2 separate regions of the Hordeum vulgare genome follow, and region 2 is linked to region 1. The links are chromatin contacts, called in public Hi-C maps. All regions are on one chromosome and are shown on one strand. Each heading gives the region's core, a stretch centred on a gene start, on an enhancer-like site or on the middle of the called end of the contact. The rest is flanking DNA. Distances are from core to core; before and after follow the strand shown. Region 1 has its middle 240 kb from the start of LOC123443739. Region 2 holds the start of LOC123439912 (heavy metal-associated isoprenylated plant protein 20-like).

Region 1 (6,177 bases), core at 552-3,051:
CTGGAAAAATATCCAGCACACCGTATGGGCCGGCCCATGCACAGGCGTCTGCTTTTAGTTTCTTATTTATTTATTTTCAGTTCTGTTTTATTTTTTTATTTTAAATAATTTAGAACTTCAAATAATCTTTAAAATTAATAAACTGAAAATTATAAATCAGCATATTTAAAAAATAAAATGTTTGTGACTTGAAAAACTGCCCGGAGTTTTGTATAAAATGCTCGCATATTATACAATAAAATGTTGCAATTTTAGAAAAATATTTGTACAATAAGAAAAGTCCATGATTTCAAATACAGTTCCATGTATTCTAATTGAAAATATGTTAATGCATTGAAGAAATGTCCTAAAATTTTAAAAATAGCTAATGCCTATTTTGATAGTTTATTTTTTATTTAAAATTTTCCATTCCATTTTTGTTTATTTCTAATTTAAATAATTTATAATTACATAAACTTTTCCATATTAAAAAATAGGAATTTTGAAAATAAAATGCTGACGAAAACATAATGTCCATGAACTTAATAAATATATTACTGATTTATAACAATGTTCATGTATTTAATAAATATATTACTGATTTATAAAAATGTTTGTTTATTTAGAAAAACTTCATGCGTTTCAAAAAATGTTTGTGAATTTAAAATAAAATCCTCCAACATAAAAAATTATGTTCGCCTTAAACCCGTTCAAAATATAAAAAATATTCACGATTTTTGTAAATGTTTGTAAATAGTAAAAAATGTTCTCGATTTTAAAATTGTTCCCATATTTGTAAAATTGTTCATGAAAGATCTAATGTGTGTAGTTAAATATTAATGCTTCTAAGTCTTTGTGACAATATAACTATGTGAATTTTGAAGAATTAACTGTTGGATGGATCGAATTATTACTGTATATTTTCAATTTTTTTTATTGAAATTCATAATAAATCTTTAAGTTACCAAGAATTTTGACAACCATGATATATATTTTTTGAAAATGTAAAGATTGCTTCAACTTGTGAATAAATTTAACAGAAGAAACATTTTCTTGCGTTTGTGCATAAAATTTCAAAATCAAGCGATGATATGTGAACATAATATGGTCACCATCATTGAAGATTATGTTTTTTTCGTGGCAATGCACGGGCCATTTTGCTAGTTGTACTAATTATAAATTGTTGATCACTAAAAAATTAATTTACGAATGAATAATGATTATTCGAATTATTAACTTATATGTACTCAAAATATAGATATTAGCTTATATCAATTCGCCGTCGGGATCCCTCCTTCATATATATTTTATTTTTTGGGATCCCTCGTTCGTGTATGTTTTAGTTTTTCTGACGTAATATACCTTGTTTAGTTATTAATTAAAAAATAGTTTTTCTATTATATACTGTTATTTTATAACCTTTCTAGAAAGAGATCAACACTAACACACTTGTTTGATGGTTCCGGCAGCAATTTTAAATTTGCACTTAAATTTCAAAATGTAGCTTTATATGCTAGGCAGCGAGCATGAACGGCACATATATAGTTATATTATATATTGATTGTTTTCCTTCTTAGCTCTGCCACACGCCCACATCTAAAAATTATTTCAGTCTCCGCCACTGCCCGCATTATTGGAGTATGGCGCTCGACGGAGAGGTCAAATCGCCGTAAGTACCGAAAGCAACGATACACATCAAAAAGGAAAAAAAGAACTACTGAAAGAAACGGGCGATGCTACTGAAAGGAACGGGCGGTGCCAGATTCAAACGAAACGGCATGGACTGTCCTATCCTAACGTGCCACACGGCACGTCAGACCCACGTACTTTTCTCGTGATCAATCAAACGTGTCAGTCAAGGTTGTATCGCGTAGCGGCAGCGTGGCCAGCTCCAGGCGCAGCGTGACGTTTTCCTTCTTGTTGCATAGGTGGAAGCTTCTGGTGGAGTAGTGGTCGATGGAAAATAATTGGAAGGAATGGGCGGGACATTGCAGCAAACCGTCCCGCTGTGTTCCTGATAATAACGAGATTTACTACAAACTTGTCAGTGCACCCTAATCAGTAATTCTTTTTTCCGACAACATGAGTTTTTGTTAATATTGAATATATAAACAAATTACTATGAGATTTAATCCGAACAAGCAGTAAATAAATCATGACGATAGACACAAAGATTAAATTAATTATGCGAATTAGCATAATAGACGAATATATGAAAAGTCTATAGCAGAGACTAGAAATAAAAAGTTTAGGACGATCTCAAGAAGAGGGGACATAATTGCATACGGTGCAGCGGGAGTCGAACAACCGGTGTTGATGTTGTCGTCCATGTCGTTGAGGAAGAGGTTGCCGAGATTGGGAAGAAGTGTCATTGAGGAAATCGTCGCTACCAGCAGTTGTAAAACATCATCGCCCCTTCCCCGTACAGAATCACGAGAGGCGGGGTTCAGGAGGCTTGCTGTCCCTTCTCACGGTTCACGCCGGAAGGAGGGATAGAGAAGTCTCGGATGGCGGCGCAATGATCTGGAATGGTGCGAAACCATATATTGCATCGTTGGCTAGGGTTGGGAGGGACCTCATGTGTGTGTGTGTCTATATATATATATATATATATATATATATATATGTGTGTGTGTGTGTGTGCGTGCGTGCGTGTGTGTGTGTGTGTGTGTGGGCGCGCGCACGCGCAGAGGTGTCGAGAGATGTGGACTCGACCCACGTCTGAGTCGGTTTCAGCCCACTATCCAATTGTGATAGCCTCGCTTATTAGGGATGATAGATTACTCATATCAATAAAAACTTCCTTCTTTTCCGGGAGTCCATTCGAGCAGAACTCCCAGGTTAAGCATGCTTAGCTTGGAGTAGTTCTAGGTTGGGTGACAGACCGAGAAATTGATCCAGGATGCGCATTAGTGAGGACAAAGTGCGCAGAAAAGACTAGTATTGATATGTGGGGTCAGTCTAGATCCCGCCAGGAGTAACGACCGCCGACGGGTGTGTCCGGGATGTTACACCAATGTCTCAGATCATGGCGCGTCTGCTAAGGACTCTCCATTCCTGAGTGGGAAAAATAAGCTAGGTATGAACTCGTCTCGGCTCAACCCTGCAACCCGCAACGCGTCGTGGTGAGGCAAGCGAGGAGGAGGAATGCGCGATGGCCTCTTCTCTTCCCAGTCCCTTACAAGTGCTAGAAAAGCTCACCTTATAAAAAGGTGTAGCTATCTCCCAACTTATATGGGCCATGAGAATTTCAGATTTTAGATGGGCTTTGGGCCAAAAGGCCTAATAGAAAAAATCCAACAACCCTCACAAAGTCTCATTGCCACACCTCATCTCTTAGTTCCAAAACATTGTTTATATACCGGTTCTTGATAGAGAGTGTTAAGTTGAACTTCAATTTAAAATTTATGCTACACTAGTACACGCCTTGAATAGTGGGCTATGCCTTAAACTACAAGCCTTTTGTAAGACTAGTTTCACATAAATCCTTGATCAATACTGGGCTGCCGCAAGGTTTAAGCGCGGTGGATCATATACATCATATAGGGCCTTTCATGAATTCATTTGAGAACACCCAATTCTCACAGACTGCGATATTTAAGAGTCAAATCTCTACTCCTAAAGAGGGAGTTGGTAGCTTCTTTTCCAGGGTTTTTCGTCTGCCCTCTCACCTTCTTCTGTTTTTAGTCCGATTTTTGGTCCTTCCTTCCATCATCATATACTTAGTAACATATTTATGTCGAAGAATTAATTAAATTTAATTTCTGATAAATATTTAAAGACCAAATCTGAATTAATTAACCTTACCATAAGTTGCTCAATCACATTTATTAATATTTCCATACACAACTAAATTACATTAATTTCTAATAAATCTATAAACACCAAATCTGAATTAATTAACCTTACCATAAATGGCTCAATCACATTTATTAATATTTCCGTACATCACCAAATCTTTACTTCTGAAAAAGGAGTTGGTAGCTTCCATTCGAGGTATATTGTTCTTTTCCGTCTTGTTTTTCCCCTCACTTACCACCATCTTCTCTCACTACCCCCTCCCACGGGCTTATTTTTCTCTTCACTCTTTTCGTGTAACCAACATTTTTGTAACGTATAAAATATCACATATATTACTTTTTCAACTTACCCAAATCAACCACTTTGTGTCATCAATGCAATTCACTTTAGAAAATGAAATAAAGTATTTTAAGGAAACAAACAATGAATTTGGAAAAAAACATTGACTAATCGACACATACGTATCTGAAACTTCCTTCTTCAAATCTCTTCCTAAAAGGGGAGTTGGTAGCCTTCCTTCCATGATTTTTTATGCCTCACCTCCCACCTATATTTTATTTTATTTCGTCTTGCTTATTTTTGCCACCTATCGAATAAAAAAAAAAAATTAACCAGACACATACAAATGGGAAGGAAGTGATTCTTTTCCGATCCACCTCGATCTCCTTCCCGAACCATTCCCGATTCTCATTTTGCTTTCCTTGTAACCAACACTTTCCTAACATATAAAATATCACACATATAACTTTCCTAACTTACCCAAATCAACGAATCTCTCTCATCAATGCAATTTACTTTAGGAAACAAAATAACGGATTTTAAGGAAACAAAAAAATGAATTTGAAAAATAAATATTGACTAATCGAAAAATATGTATCTCAACCTTCCTTCTTCAATTTTCTTTCTAAAAGAGGAGTTGGTAGTCTTCGTTCCATGTTTTTTTTGCCTCGCCTCTCACCTTCGTGTGGTTTTATTTCATCTTACTTTTTTTGTCACCCACCCAATAAAAACTTTCCTAACTAGACATGTTATAAACGGATAGGAAGTGATTCTTTTCCGATCCACCTCGATCTCCTTCCCGATCCATTCAGATTCTGGTTTTGCTTTCCAAACCCAACCTCCACCCAATCTGGAGTGATTATCTCTTCGTTCGTCGCATGATCCCTTTGTCGGTCCCTCCTTCCTCAACTATTTATTCTCCTTTTCTATTCTCTCGCACTGGAATCTTGGCCCAGAAAAAGGTGGCAACATGGCGAGGTGGTAAGAAGTACGACGACATCTACTTGCCTCCTCGACGATGGACTCCAGTGGGAGAAACAACACAGTATCTCCCAGGGATAGAAGCTCGTCCCCACAAGTCTACTCCTCCACATGGAAAGTCAATCCTCCACTCCCTCTCACCTTGGTCTGCCTGCTCCTCCTCCTGAAGCAGGACTTCACCATCGGACGCCTTCATTCATCACCGATGATCTAGAGGTAAGTCTTGAATCACCACTAATTTATTCTTTCTGAACCTGACCTCTGCCCAATCTGGATAAAGAGGTTGTCTCGTGTCCGCCGTGTCCCTTGTGACAGCAATGGAAGAGAGAATGAGGGAGAGCAAAGAGGACCGTTGTGATTCAAAGGGATCCCTGTATCTGTGGTGGTCATATAGCTGAAGAAGATTAGTCGTTCGTAAAACAGATGAGAGGGACATCATGGTTTGGCTCATCTTTCTCGCCTCTTTATGCACCTCTCTACACGGTTCCGCATCTGTAAGGTAGGTAAGTATAGCTTCAGCCTCATTTCCATGGATGATAAGGTCTTCCTCATCGCCATGAACGACAAGGTCTGCCTCGTTGCGACGACCACATGCAGGTACACACATATACATACCAAGATCGTTATTGATCTATCCATACAATTTCATATCCTGTCGATGCTGATCAATACATTTACAAATCTTCAAAGTTATGCTTTGAAAGTGAGGAACATGTAAAGAAGATTTGCAATCAAACCTCGAGGCGATTCTCACGCATATGAAAAGGACGTGGATGTCGCCTAGAGGGGGGGGGGTGAATAGGCGCTTTAAAATAATTAAGGTTTAGGCTTGAACAAATGCGGAATAAAACTAACGTTTAATATGTCAAGCACAAAACCTCAAACAACTAGGCTCACCTATGTGCACCAACAACTTATGCTAAGCAAGATAAACAACTAAGTGATAGCAAGATATATGACAAGAGATAATATGGCTATCACAAAGTAAAGTGCATAAGTAAAGGGTTCGGGTAAGAGATAACCGGGGTACGTGGAGACGATGATGTATCCCGAAGTTCACACCCTTGCGGATGGTAATCTCCGTTGGAGCGGTGTGGAGGCACAATGCTCCCCAAGATGCCACTAAGGCCACCGTAA
Region 2 (6,285 bases), core at 995-3,494, 320 kb after region 1:
CACAAGCACCGTTGTTTTCTCCCTGGTGGCAACAAGCATATCCCCTAGTCTCATGTTTATGTCACTCAAGCTAGACATCGAGGGGCATGAACCAACAATCATGCATAATGCTCCGTCTTGGAGTTACAATCTACTACTTAGCCAAAGCAATAAATAGCAACGGAGAACATGCATGAATCACTAAGAAACATAATATAAAAGGATAGTCGAATATATAACTCATAACAATCTGAACATAATCTCATAATCCATCGGATCCCAACAAACCGAGCATAGCAATAGCAAGAGAATTACATAGATGCCTTGATCATGTAGAGCAGCTCATACGGACTAACAATTGAAGCACAAGATTGGAGAGAAGACATCACATAGCTATTGATCATGGATCATGGTCCAAGGAGGACTACTCACAACACGTTTGGGAAGCGCCCATGACGGTGGAGAAGCTCTCGGGGTTCAATCCTCCCTACGGCAGGGTATCGGGAAGAGGTCTCCTGACGCTCTCGATCCCGGAAGCGCTGCGGCGGCGGAACGATGGTGAAATTCGTGATTCCAGAAAGTCTGCGAGGGTTTCCTCTCGGGATTCTAAATATAGGCAAAAGGAGGGCACCTGAGGAGGTGGGACCCACCGATGCGACCTCCTGGCGCGGCCTAGGGCCTGGCCGCGACAGCAGGCCGCCTGGGAGGCCGCTGGCCTCCCTCTGGCCCATCTTCGGTGATCCGGAAGCTTCTGTTTCGTTGATTTTTTATATATTTTTTTTGAATTTTTTCGGGCTTCGAAAAATTGGGTAAAAGCCCCTGCAAAATAGACATCAGCAGACAAAAACTGACACTGGGTGCACTGAGTTAGTAGGTTAGTCCAAATATGTGTAAAATGATATAAAACTGTAGCAAAACATATAACAATGTCACCCAAAAGATCATGGAACAAGCAGAAATTATAGATACGTTTGGGACGTATCAGCACGTGCTACGGACGACAATTCTTCTAGAATCTTCGCGTCTGGACGGATAAGCGCAGGGCGGTGGCGCCGTTAGGTGCCGTGATGGCATCGACGTATGTTCGAACCGGCAAGGATGATATGGATCTCTCTAATGAAGATGGGTCGGTGGGCCTATGATGATGACGACTTTTAATGTGTGCATGTGGTGTGCGCTTTAGGTCAGCTGCACCGGTTGTTGGTCCCGATACGTTATGTGAATGGATTGCCGACAACATTAATTTTAGATATAAAGAGTGAGAGCACTCCATATTATCGAGTTTGTAGGTGTGAGTGATGGCTTCGGATGGTTTGATGTATGTTTGTATGAGACATTTATGAAATAATTATTTAATAAAGTTGGTTGCATGATGGAGAGGCCGGCTTTAACCTCCTTCTCAAAAAACGAAACTATCCTATCCTACACGCGTCAGGATTTAATTAAATCTAGTAAATCAAGATGCCTTGATTAGGATTACCTAAGATATAAGATATCGTGCTATTGTTTTCACACTTAAGTGGCAGGTTAAAGTAAAGAAGTGCGAAAAGTGCTTGTTCTCAGAGACAGAGTAATCAATTTAATACATGCAGTTTTCAAACGAACAATAGACTAACCGAAAAGACTACTAATAATTATGTATGCAAATCATCCAGCGCACCGACCGACCATGCCATGAAAATAGCTAGCCTGTGAAGCAGGGACTGGTCCATCGTTGAGCAGGATGTTTGCCCAGCTCACTCATTTAATCTGAAAGCTCAGTGGTTTCATGGCTCGCTCTGATTAGCCTTAGAGGGTGCTTGGATACGTTTTAGTCCCATGACTAAAAGTAATGAGACTAAAACTTGCTAGTCTCACCCATGCTTGGATCCAAGTACTAAAGAGACTAAAATCAAGTTAATGAGCATTTATTATCCTCCAAACCCTCCAATCCGAAACTTGCATGAGGAGTTAAATGAGGAGAGAGAGGACTAATGCACATTTTAGTATGGGTATCCCTGACTAAAAGATTTTAGCCTCAAGACTAGTTTTAGTCTCTCTTTAGTCAGGGGTGCTTGGAACTTTAGCCTCTTAAAGAGGCTAGTTTTAGTTAGACTAGTTTTAGTCCCTTGGATCCAAGCACCCTCTTAGCTAGAAGCATCAGGATGTACTACAGTACTTGGACATCCTTACCATACCGAATTAGCCAGCCAGCGAAACGGTAAGACGCGTCATCTCCTTTTCTTTCATTTTTTTTTCTTTCTCCCTGTGTATATATATGGCCCTTTTCCTTCGCCCACGGTTCTGTGCCCAAAGAACACTTCGCCTCGCCCTCCAAACACCAGACGAGTACAACAACGCTTGATCGCTTGTAGTTGTGTGAGATCATGGGCGCCTTGGATCACCTCTCTGATTTGTGCAGCATGACGGAGACAAAGGAATCCCTCAAGCTCAGGAAGAAGCGGCCACAGCAGGTGAGGTTTGTGGAATTCATATATATATAATATTCTTCCTTGACTTCTTTCTTGGAAGCAGTTTCAGCTGGAGCTGGAGCTGGAGTGTTATCTTGTGAAGTGATTTATAGGATTTTAGCCGTGTTGTTGAGCTGCTATATATACTACGCGATTTGTTACCTGGGGCCTTTTGTGTACAGACGGTGAACATCAAGGTGAAGATGGATTGCGAGGGCTGCGAGAGGAGAGTCAAGAACGCCGTCAAATCGATTCGGGGTATACTATACGTCAAATAGTACTAGTGCTATCTAGCTAACTAACCTTTTTGGGATAGAAAACTTCGGTATAAATTTGATTGAGTGAGCGTTCATCGATTACTGTGTGTGGCTCAGGTGTGACGAGCGTGGCCGTGAACCCCAAGATGAGCAAGGTGACGGTGACGGGGCACGTGGAGCCGCGCAAGGTGCTGGAGCGGGTGAAGAGCACCGGGAAGGCGGCGGAGATGTGGCCGTACGTCCCCTACACGCTCGCCACCTACCCCTACGTCGGCGGTGCCTACGACAAGAAGGCACCGGCGGGCTTCGTCCGCAGCGCACCGCAGGCCATGGCCGACCCCGCGGCGCCTGAGATCCACTACATGAACATGTTCAACGACGAGGACGTCAACGCCTGCACCGTCATGTGATCTGATGATCTTAATCACCGCCTCTTTCTACTCTAGCCAACCGGCCGCCGAACGAAAATACATGCTTGATATGTCTTCATACATCACAAAGACTGTGTGTCTGTGTCTATGTACATATACGTTTTCTAGCTCGGGAGAAAGCGATACCAAGAAGACGAGCTTGTGTGCGAACAGCGAATATACAAAGAGCGAAAGTCTGATATGCATAGTGAAGCACGCCGTTTTTCGAGTAAATTACGAGTTATGTTGTGATTGAATGGTTTGGAAGGCAGTGATATCTTAACCCATCATATTTCTATGTTTTCTTAATTTATTTCAGACGTTTTAATGAGATGTGTTTAATAAAAAAGGACGTTTTCGTTAACTAAAAAAAAGTTTATAATGATTTAGTCAATCTTAGGCTTTTCAAGCCGAGGTCTAGCTTTTGGAAGCTAAAAACTAACCAAAGAGTAAAGAGAAGTTGCTTCTCTAAAAATTACAGCTTCTCTCTAGTGCATTTCCCGTAGCCTGTATCCTAATTTCAGTATGGTGCTTTTAATTATCTCTTTCAAACTGCAATGTATTTACCCATCATATCACTCTCAAGGCATACCCCTTCGTTCTTCTTTTTCTCATAGCACATGAGGAAATGGGCAACCGCTCGCGTCTCTTCGATCTGTGCAACTCAGAAGCCTAGGGTTTGGCCGCCGGCCGTTAGCGCCGACAGCCTCCGTTTCCACCCCTGCTTCCACGGCTCACTCCGTTCTCCTTCCTCCCTCTTCCTTCTGCCCCCCTCATCCCGTGCTGGTGGCCGGCCAGTGGTTCGACGGCTTCGGCAGTGGCCGGCCGACGGTCCGACGGCTCCGGCGTCGGAGCACCGGTCCTTCTCCTCCAACATACCTACCTTCCTCCTCTCTCCCTTTGCCCCCTATGGTACAGGTCAGGTTGTCCCGTGCCTACTGAATCTGGGATCCATGAGCGACGGGGCAGGTCTCGTCATTCGGCGACGCCACCGCCGGTGAACTGGGACTCCTTCCTCCTCTCCCCTCCCTCCGCCCTCCATCATTCATCCCTATCGATCCTCTTCCAACTCTCTGTTCATGGATACTATTCATAGTAGGGTCAACATCTACTTATATGTAATATGCAACATGAAGGTATATCCCTACCAATGTTTTTCACACTATTTTACGGTGAAGTTGCACATAAAAATATTAACTCCTAGCACATGATCATTACAGACAACTCAGAGTCAAATTTACAGTTTCATAGTTGTATCAGCCAAACAACTTTCAACTTTCCTACACCTGAAAATTCACGGCAGCTTTGTCAGAGCTTAATAGCAGCTTTTACAAAATCTGTAGCCCAACCAAACAAAGCCTTAAAATGATGTGCTAACTCAATTTTTCGAATGTGTTCATATAGATAGAGTGTACGTATATAAGCTTATAGGACAAGGGTATGCCGTCTACTTTATACTATGTTATGAAACCACAAGTTAAGTTTATTTTTTAGGAAAGCATTTTCTACCCAACTAGCCGAAACTTCTGCCCCCCGTTCACCCACACGTCATTGGAGGCAAGGGAATCGGCAGGCCTTGTTTGTCGATCGGCTAGCGATTAAGCTGAACGGACACATATTTCCTCCCCGTGCATTACGGTCTACCTCTCTCCCTTCATTCCTATTCGCTGTTTCTTCCATCACAGTCGCTCTTTTCCTCCATGGTTAGTTCCGAGGACGGGCAAAATGGACCATCAAATCAAAATCTCGATAAATCGCATCCTGAACCATGTAATTTGGTTTAAATCAAACCTTAGCAAATGTCAACTAGGATTCATCTCATGGGCCGGACCGCTTTTTTCTTCAAAAATAAAAATTCCACATGACATACACCCTGCTCTCTGCTGGACCCGCCCGCTGAAGTTTTTGCGGCTAGAAAATAAAAAGTTAGCACACGGGGATGGCTCGAATAGAAAACCATTTGTTGATCGATGTGTTGTGTTCACTTGCTCACTTTTTCTTCTTTTTCTTCTTCAAATTGTTTTCCTTTTCTTCTTAGTTTCCATTTACCTTTTTTTCTTAAATTTGTGAACCTTTTTTGAAATCTACGTACAAGTTTTCAAAATTTTATATTGTTTTCACAATATTTTAAAGTATATAAAAACCAGTGTCCATATTAGTAGGAAATAGAAACAAAAAAAGAACCTTGTTAACCAGATTTTAAAAATAAAAAAGTTCATGAATTTTGAAAAACGGTTCACGGATTTAGAAAATGTTTTATGATTTTTCAAAGAAATTCATGAATTTTGCAAAGAAAAGTCTATGATGTAGGATCCGAAGTATCTCTAAAGGGCGGGTGATTAGACTACTTGACAAAAAAACTTAGCATTTTTCTAATTTTAGTTGTGGGTCACTTTTATCAATTATGACTAGTCAAGTTCATCCTCTACATGCATATCTAAGAGTATAGCAGCGGAGATAAGGACATGCAAATGTAATGTAGAGGGTAAGGAAAGAAGATCAAACGCAAAGGTTGACACGGTGATTTTTGGCAGTGTTCCGATAGGTGGTGCTATCGTACGTCGGTGTTAGTGGGGACTTTAACCCACGGAGGGTAACAACTACGAGAGTCCACGGAGCGCTCCACCCACAAGGGGTCCATGAAGAAGTCGCCTTGTCTATTCCACTGTGGCTTACGCCCACACAGGACTAGCCTTACTCACGGCAGATCTTCACGAAGTAGGCGGTCTCCTTGCTCTTACAAACTTCTTGGTTCAACTCCACAACATGAAGTACGAGGCTCTCGAGCGACACCTAACCAATCTAGGAGGCACCATCCTCCAAAAGGTAGTAGATGTGGTAGAACAATGAACTCCTTGCTCTTGTGCTTCAAAAGATAGTCTCCTCAACACTCAATAACTCTCTTACAGATTTGGCACGGTAGGAGAGATTAATTTTGTGAAAAGCAACTTGCGGAGTCTAGATAACAAGTTTTGAATGGTTGGATTGGAATCTCTTGATCTCAACACATGAGTAAGTGGCTCTTTCTCAGAAAAATGAATCTGGCAAGTGGGAGTGTGTTCTGAGTGCTTCCTCTGCAAATGAGAGGAGGTGGAGGGGTATATATAGGCATCCCTTAAAATCCAACCATCACAACATTATTGCCCAACTCGATGACACCGAAATGAATCTTGGTGGTACTGAGTTGCA

The links. A called contact is a pair of places that touch in the nucleus more often than the background predicts.
Region 2: a Hi-C map of leaf shows a contact between it and region 1, with 6 times the contacts expected there. The contact joins the promoter of LOC123439912 here to the enhancer-like site in region 1. A contact is called at or near these places in 2 of 6 Hi-C or Micro-C datasets (leaf and seedling).

What each region holds. Positions count from the first base shown.
Region 1 is chr3H:323,068,915-323,075,091 of MorexV3_pseudomolecules_assembly, forward strand. No RefSeq gene overlaps it. Among protein-coding and RNA genes, the nearest start is that of LOC123443739, 240 kb to the left of the region's middle. Within about 2 kb of position 1,802, at least 2 of the 3 cell types and tissues checked have open chromatin away from gene starts, as enhancers often do. A contact at or near this core is called in leaf, where this site is marked.
Region 2 is chr3H:323,384,969-323,391,253 of MorexV3_pseudomolecules_assembly, forward strand. It overlaps LOC123439912 (heavy metal-associated isoprenylated plant protein 20-like), which reads left to right and starts at 2,245. Exons shown (of 3, transcript XM_045116534.1): 1 at 2,245-2,432; 2 at 2,612-2,687; 3 at 2,804-3,386. The coding sequence starts at 2,346. The coding sequence ends at 3,096.